Linked DNA regions of Sus scrofa: region 2 is linked to region 1. A link is a contact called in public Hi-C data. All regions are on one chromosome and are shown on one strand. Each heading gives the region's core, a stretch centred on a gene start, on an enhancer-like site or on the middle of the called end of the contact. The rest is flanking DNA. Distances are from core to core; before and after follow the strand shown.

Evidence for each region. Hi-C and Micro-C count contacts between places; a contact is called where the count stands out from the background.
Region 2: a contact with region 1 is called in a Hi-C map of retroperitoneal adipose tissue, with 1.7 times the contacts expected there. The contact joins the promoter of PTPRF here to the enhancer-like site in region 1. A contact is called at or near these places in 5 of 47 Hi-C or Micro-C datasets (embryonic fibroblasts, fetal skeletal muscle, heart right ventricle and 1 more).

The regions. Positions count from the first base shown.
Region 1 is chr6:167,530,069-167,533,574 of Sscrofa11.1, forward strand. All of the region lies in intron 1 of ST3GAL3 (ST3 beta-galactoside alpha-2,3-sialyltransferase 3), which reads right to left. Among named protein-coding and RNA genes, the nearest start is that of ST3GAL3, 27 kb to the right of the region's middle. Within about 2 kb of position 1,988, at least 4 of the 83 cell types and tissues checked have an H3K27ac peak or open chromatin away from gene starts, as enhancers often do. A contact at or near this core is called in retroperitoneal adipose tissue, where this site is marked.
Region 2 is chr6:167,741,639-167,745,488 of Sscrofa11.1, forward strand. PTPRF (receptor-type tyrosine-protein phosphatase F) reads right to left here and starts at 2,112. Exons shown (of 33, transcript XM_021096855.1): 1 at 1,892-2,112.

The DNA.
Region 1 (3,506 bases), core at 738-3,237:
TTTTTGTCTTTTTAGGGCTGCCATAAGGAAGTTCCTAGGCTGGGGTTGAACTGGAGCTGTAGCTACTGGCCTACGCCACAGCCACAGCAGTGCTCAGATCTGAGCTGAGTCTGTGACCTGCACCACAGCTCACAGCAACACCAGATCCTTGACCCACTGAGCAAGGCCAGGGATTGAACTCGAGTCTTCATGGATACCAGTCGGGTTTGTTACTGCCGAGCCACAGTGGGAACTCCTACCCATTTTCAATTAGGCTATTTACGCTCTTATCATTAATGTATACAAATTGCTTATGTATTTTTTTCTGTCTTCTTTTTTGGCTGCCCTGTGGCATATGGAGTTCCCGGGCCAAGGATCAGATCCCAGCTGCAGTCTTGAGCAAATAGTTTTAATTTTGGTAAAGTTTATCAAATTTTAATTTTATAGCTCATCCTTTTTATATCTTAAGAAATCTTTGCATACCTATATTTTTAATTTACATAAATGACATTGTTATTTTTTTTCTTTCTTTCTTTTTTGGTTTTTTTAGGGCCTTACCCACAGCACATGGAGGTTCCCAGGCTAGGGGTCGGTCGAATCGGAGCTGGAGCTGCCAGCCTACACCACAGCCAGAGCAATGTGGGATCCAAGCCGTGTCTGCGACCTACACCACAGCTCAACGCTGGATCCTTAACTCACTAAGCAAGGCCAGGGATCGAACCTGCATCCTCATGGATACCAGTCAGATTCATTTCACTGAGCCATGACGGGAGCTCCTATTTTTTTTCATTTCTGACTCAAACTATGTTTTCTAAGTTCCATCCATGTTGTTTTGTTTATATATGATCTCCTTCTAACAACTGCGTATCATTTCATGTATAAATAACCTACTTTTTACCTAGGCATCCCCACGCACTCCTCCTCCAACACCCGGAGCCCACAAACGACGACTGCCTCGGCTAAGTTCCATGGAAAAAGCACAAAGGAGCAAACTTGCTGAGCATGTGCATATGCTTCCGCTGATTAACTATGGCTAGATTGTTCCAGGACGGTTTTACCAGCTTACTTGGCCACCAGCAAAAAATACTGTTTACCATATTCTCACATTCCTGCCAATATTTGACATGATCCAGCTTCTCAGAGATATAAAGTGATATCTTGTTTTAATTTTAACACTTCTCAAAGCCCCTCAGTTTGAATATCATTTCCTATGCTCAGACTTGTGAATTTCTTAGTCTATAAATTCCTTCTTCCAATTCTTTGCCCATTTTCTACTGGATTTGCTACATTTTTCTTTCCTTCCTGAATGTCAGGAGTTTCTTGCATAGTCTAGACATCAATCCCTGCACATTTTAAATCCTGAAAAGTTCTTCTCATACATCATCTGTTTGTTCACTTTGTCTACCGTGTCCTTAACAGCACAGAAGTCCTTAAATTTTATTTAGAGAAATTCATTTTCTTTGCTGTTTTAGGAGCTGTGCTTTTAAGGTTTTTGTTCAGTCCTTCCCCTCGACAGCTAAGTCACAAAGAAAATCTTTCATCGTCTCTTATAACTTTCTAATCTTATCATTCGCATTTCAACCTGCTTAGTTTATCTAAAGTCTACGGATGGAGTGAGGTACGGATTCCGCTTTCTTCAGCGCCATCTAGTGGGCCAGTACGTCCTTTCTGCTTTGATTTGCGGCGCCACTGTTCTGCTCGTATTTGCATGGGTTTTGCACCTGAGCTCTTTCTTCAACCGGTCACCTGTCTGTTCTGCAGCAACATGACCATGTCTAACAGTACGGCTTTCAGAAGGTCTTCATATCTGGGTTGGCAGGTCCCTCCTGCTCTTTACAGAGATAAATAAAGCTAGCTCATAGTTTGGGTTTTAAGTAGGTACAGACTTCTGTAACGAACTGTGGTTCTCTGAAGGTGACTGAACAGACACATATGCACACAGAGCATGGGTGTGAGCAGTGCTGGAAGCACAGCACAGGCTGAGGCTGTGCCTGAGCATCCTCCAAACTGCTGCGGCCCTCCTAACGCTGGGGCCCTTGTGAATTCTAAGAAGACTATGCACAGGAAAGAACTGGGTTATCAGGGCCCCAACGGGGGGAAATCCCTTCAGAAAGAGCAGCTCATCAAAAGCAGGAAGAGCCGTCATCAAGCCCAAGAAGCAGAAAGACACTGACCACGGTCAGCAGTCTAGAAGAGCGGCTGCAACACGACTCGAACATGAAATCAGCAAGGACGGCAAACGCGAGGACAGCAGGAGAGCCTCCCACCGTCACATACACGCCTAGCGCAAGGCGTGATGCCCAAACTGTGATCTGTGGTTTACTAACAGGTTCCTCTGATGGTTCACAAACTGATCCAAATATACCCCCCTCTCTCTGCGATACGTGGAAGTTCACAGACTTTCATTTTTATTCACAGTTGGGCTTTACCTGAGAAACTCACAAAGAACTGAGTTTTAAAAGAGAGGTATGGGGTTCCCGTCATGGCTCAGCGGTTAACAACCCCGACTAGCATCCATGAGGACGCGGGTTCCATCCTTGGCTTCGCTCAGTGGCTTAAGGATCCGGCAGGGCTGTGATCTGCGATGTGGGTCACAGACGAGTCTCGGATCTGGCGTTGCTGTGACTCTGGTGTAGGCCGGCGGCTACAGCTCTGATTCGACCCCTAGCCTGGGAACCTCCATGTGCCCTGGGTGTGGCCCTGAAAAAAAAAAAAGACAAAAAATAATTAAAAAGAATAAAAGAGCAGTACAAGTAAAACCGAAATTAGCATTACACTAAAGTTTACAGTGAACTCTATAACAGTATTCCATTAAAAATGTGGACACGCTGCAATATTCACCTCTGCTGCACAGCTATTACCACCCATGCTCCTATGAAGACAGAATTCCTATAATTATCTGAAATACACTCTATCACAGGCATACTTCATTTCATCGTTGAATTTCACAGACACGGCATTTTTTACACACTGAAGGTTTGCGGCAAATCTGCATCATCAAGCAAGTCTATCAGGACTATTTTTCCAACTGCTCCACTTGCTCACTTCATGTCTCTGTGTCACATTTCGGTGATTCTCACGCCATTTCACACTTGTCTTCACTTGGATTACATTTGTTACGGTGATTTGCGATGAGGGATTTTCGGTGTCACTACTGTGACTGTTTTAGGGTGTCACAAACCACACACGCATAAGATGGTGGACTTGACGGATAAACATGGGTGTGTCCTGACTGCCCCACCGGTGGGCTGGTCTTTGGGCTCCTCCGAGACACGACTCTATTAAAATCAGGCCAGTTAATAACCCTGCAAGGGCCTCTGAATGTTCAAGTGAAAGGAAAAATTACACATTTGTCAGTTTAAATCAAAAATCCAGAACTGATTAGTGAGGAAGGCGTGTCAAAAGCCAAGACACAGGGTTCCCACTGTGGCCCGACAGGATCGGTGGCATCTCTGGAGCACTGGGACACAGGTTCGAGCCCTGGCCCGGACCATGGGTTAAGGATCTGGTGTTCCCGCAGCTGCAGG
Region 2 (3,850 bases), core at 862-3,361, 210 kb after region 1:
CCCAGTGTGCGAGGGCATTCGGGAGACAAGTGGATGCCGGGTGGGGAAGGGGTGGGAGGGCCAGCCGGGAGGAGAAATGAGGGGGTGGGAGTGTGTGGCCCGCCTGTGGATGTGGGGGCTGTGCTTAGGGAGTTCCACTTGCTCCTCCTTGCAGCCCCAGGCTCCTTCCTGTAATCAGGGAAAAACAGGGATTTTCTTGCTCCCTTGAAGCGAGAGTTAAGAAGGAGCCAAGCACAGAATTTCCGGAGATTTCCTTCAAGACCCTCCTCCGGATCCCACCGGATCCCTGATCCCTCGGCAGAGTCCCTTCCTTTCCAGTGGATCCTTCACCACTGAGGGTGGTCCCCCGGGCAGCACCAGCTCTGGATCCTTTTCCAGGCTTCAAACCCAAGGCGCTTCCCTGGATTCTCTGGCCAGATCCCGCACGGGGTCCCTCTGGATCCCTGCCCCTGTCTGTCTGTTCAGGAGCCAAAGCAGAGCCTTCAACACAACACCCCGCGGTCCCGTTTCCCAGGCCAGCCTCGCGGCCCCCAGGGGGAATCCAGAGGGCCCCCCCCCGCGCCCCCCGTCGGTGGCCCCCTTCCATTTCTCAGCTTAGACAGGTGCCGGGCTGCCACCCCCTAACCTGCTCCAACTCGGGGCCTTGCACTGGGGAGGGGGTGCTGAAAAGGGGAGGAAAGCTCGCCCCTCCCCCACCCTGGGGTGGCAGAACCAGAGGGGCAGCATTCCAGAGAGCCCGGGGGGAGGAGGCCGCGGAGAGGCGGCGGAGACTCCAGCCCGCAGGAGACAGAGACACCAAGAGACCCGTGAGAGACACGACAGAGACCCAGGAAGCGAGACGCCCGGATGGGGGAGGGAGCACAGGGAGACCTGGGAAGAGAGAACAGAGACCCGGGGAAAGAACACAGAGACCCGGGGAAAGAACACAGAGACCCGCGGAGGGCGGTGCAGACCGCTGAGACCCCGGCTTCAGGCGGAGGGGGCGGCTGGGAGGCTGTGACACCGGGAGACAGAGATACAGAGATGCTGAAGGGCACAGAGAGGGGGCGAGACCGAGGGGAACGGAGAAAGACGCCCAGACGGGCGCATGGGCACAGCGATGAGGACTGGGGCACGCCAGCTCGGGACGGGACGCGGGGCGGCGACTGAGTGAACTTTCCCGAGCGGGTCCGAGTGGACAAGTCCTCACGGGACAGGTCGCTCCAGGGCCTTGGGGTCGTTGCACCCGGGTAGGGGCAGGTACGGCCCGGCCCGGCCCCTCCCAGCTCGCGCCGGCGACCGAGCGGGGACGAGGGGGGCTTCCAAACTCGCGCCGCGCACACCCCGGGACCACACGTGCGCCCGGGCCGCGAGCGAGACGGGGGCGCGGCGGCTGCGGATCCCCCGCCGGCTGGGAGGGGGCGCCTGTGCGGCGGGGGTGGGGGCGCGGCCTGGACCCGCCCGGAGCTGGGGTGGCGGTGGGAGGTTGAGGGCCGCCCCCGGAGCGCGTCCGCGCCGGCGGAGGGGGGAGACGAGGCGGGACCGAGGAGGGGGAGCACCGACGCAAAAGGGAAACTTTGCGTTGGGGGGGCGCGGGCTGCGGCTCAGGTGCGGCGGGAGGGAGGGGGAGAGGGGGAGGAAGGGGCAGGCGGCGGGGGGCGGCGGGGAGCTCGCCAGCCGGTAGCGGGGTGGGGGACACGTCTGCCGCGGGGGGCACGCGGGGAGGAGCCGCCGGGCTGGGGCGGGGGGTGCTCAGCCGAGGCGGCGGGCGCGGCAGGTGGGGGCGCGGCCCGGCCTCAGCGGCGCCCCCAGTCCCCCGGGACCGCCCCCAGCTCGGATCCGCCGAGGGTGAGGAGAGAGGGGAAGGGACAGATGCGGAGGGGGCCGGAGGGGGGGCCCGGGGGTCACTCACCGCCTATCCAGGGGCCGTCGGTCCGCATGTCCCCCCCAAGCCGCTGGGGCCGCTGCTCCCGCTCCTCTTCTGTCGCCGCCGCCGCTACCGGATCCCACTCCCGCCACCGCCACCCGAGCTGGAGCCGGAGCCCGAGCAGGAGCCGGAGCTGGAGCCGCCGCCTCTGCCGCTGCCGCCGCCGCCGCCGCCGCCACCGCTCCCGACGCTCCCGCGCCAGCTCCAGCCGCGCGCCCGCGCCCGCGCCCCTGCCCCTGCCGTGCGCGTCCCCGGCGCCGCCCCTCCCCTCGTGCACTCTCGCTCGTAGAGCCGCGGAGCCGCGTAGGCCCGAAGAGGCCGCAACTCAACCCGGCGTATAAACCCACCCGGCCTCCAGTATTGAACCGGAACCCCAGTAATGAGCAGGGACGGACCCAAACGCCCGCATGAAGTCCAGATCCTATTAGTGGCTCCCGATCCAAATAGGAACCTGACACTACTCTAGGACCCGACTTCCTCCCATTCAGATCTGAACATGATATTGAGTCCAGACGCCCCCCCCCGCAACAGTAAGTTCAAACCCCCTAAATCTGACCCGAAATGGGCTCAAGTAGTCATTTTAATCTGAACCCCTATATTGACCTCAAACACCAACTCTGACTCTAAACCCCTGTATCACCCCAGCACCAACCCTGGTTCTTCAAATGGACACTGGTACCAATGCTGAACCCCGATCCCTGTATGAACCCTAAACTCCAATGGCTCCCTTGCTGTGGACCCCAACACTCTTATCTGAACCCAAAGGCTTACCTGAAACTAATACTGCACTCTCAACCCCAGGTCAACACCAGCACACTTTCTGAACTGGGATTAGGTCACCAGAAAAGGACCCTAGGGAGTTCCCAACGTGGCTCAGTGGTGAACGAATCCGACTAGGAACCATGAGGTTGCGGGTTCGATCCCTGCCCTTGCTCAGTGGGTTAAGGATCCGGCGTTGCCGTCAGCTGTGGTGTAGGTTGCAGACGCGGCTCAGATCCCACATTGCTGTGGCTCTGGCGTAGGCTGGCAGCTGCAGCTCCGATTAGACCCCTAGCCTGGGAGCCTCCATATGCCAAGGGAGCGGCCGTAAAAAAGGCCAAAAAAAAAGAAAAGAAAAGAAAAGGACCCTAATACAAATACTGACCTCAAACTTTATCCATTTGGGGGACCATTTAAAACCCTAACTTGACCCACCTTTAAAGGTCATTTTGGGGAGTTCTCATTGTGGCTCAGAGGGTTAAGAACCGGACTAGTATCCATGGGGATATGGGTTCGATCCCTGCCCTTGCTCAGTGGGTTAAGGATCCAGCGCTGCCACTAGGTGCGGTGTAGTTCCCAGACCTGGCTCCGATCTGGCGTTGCTATTGCTGTGGTTGTGGTATAGGCCGGCAGCTGAAGCTCCCATTCGATCCCTAGTCTGGAAACTTCCATATACCGCAGGTGTGGCCCTAAACACACACACACACACAGAATAAATAAAGGTAATTTTGGAACCCAGGACTTGTGACACTGGCTTTGCAGAAACTGCACACAAGTCCACTTCATCCCCATACTGACTCTCCACCTCTCTGACCTGATGTCAACCCCAGCACCCCAATATTTACACCAATTCCAACTGTGAAATCTGAATCGCATCCTGAACTGGCCCCTGAGTTCAGGACTTGATCATGTCCCACAAGCCTGATATAAATGTCGGGATGGAATTTCTGACCCCTCGTATCAAACTCAAGGGCTGACCCTATCAATGTCTGGGCTAAATCACTGACTTACCTGAAGATTTATTCCAAAGAACGTGGCGAGCTCCAAACCAAGGTCTGGGCTCCAAAGCCCCAGACCTACCCTCCCAGTCCATGCCACATCAACCCTCTCCTGCCTGCTCTTTTCATGAAAGATGGGGAGCCTACCCCTACTGCCCTAGGTCAGGTGACAGGGGTTCTCTCATCT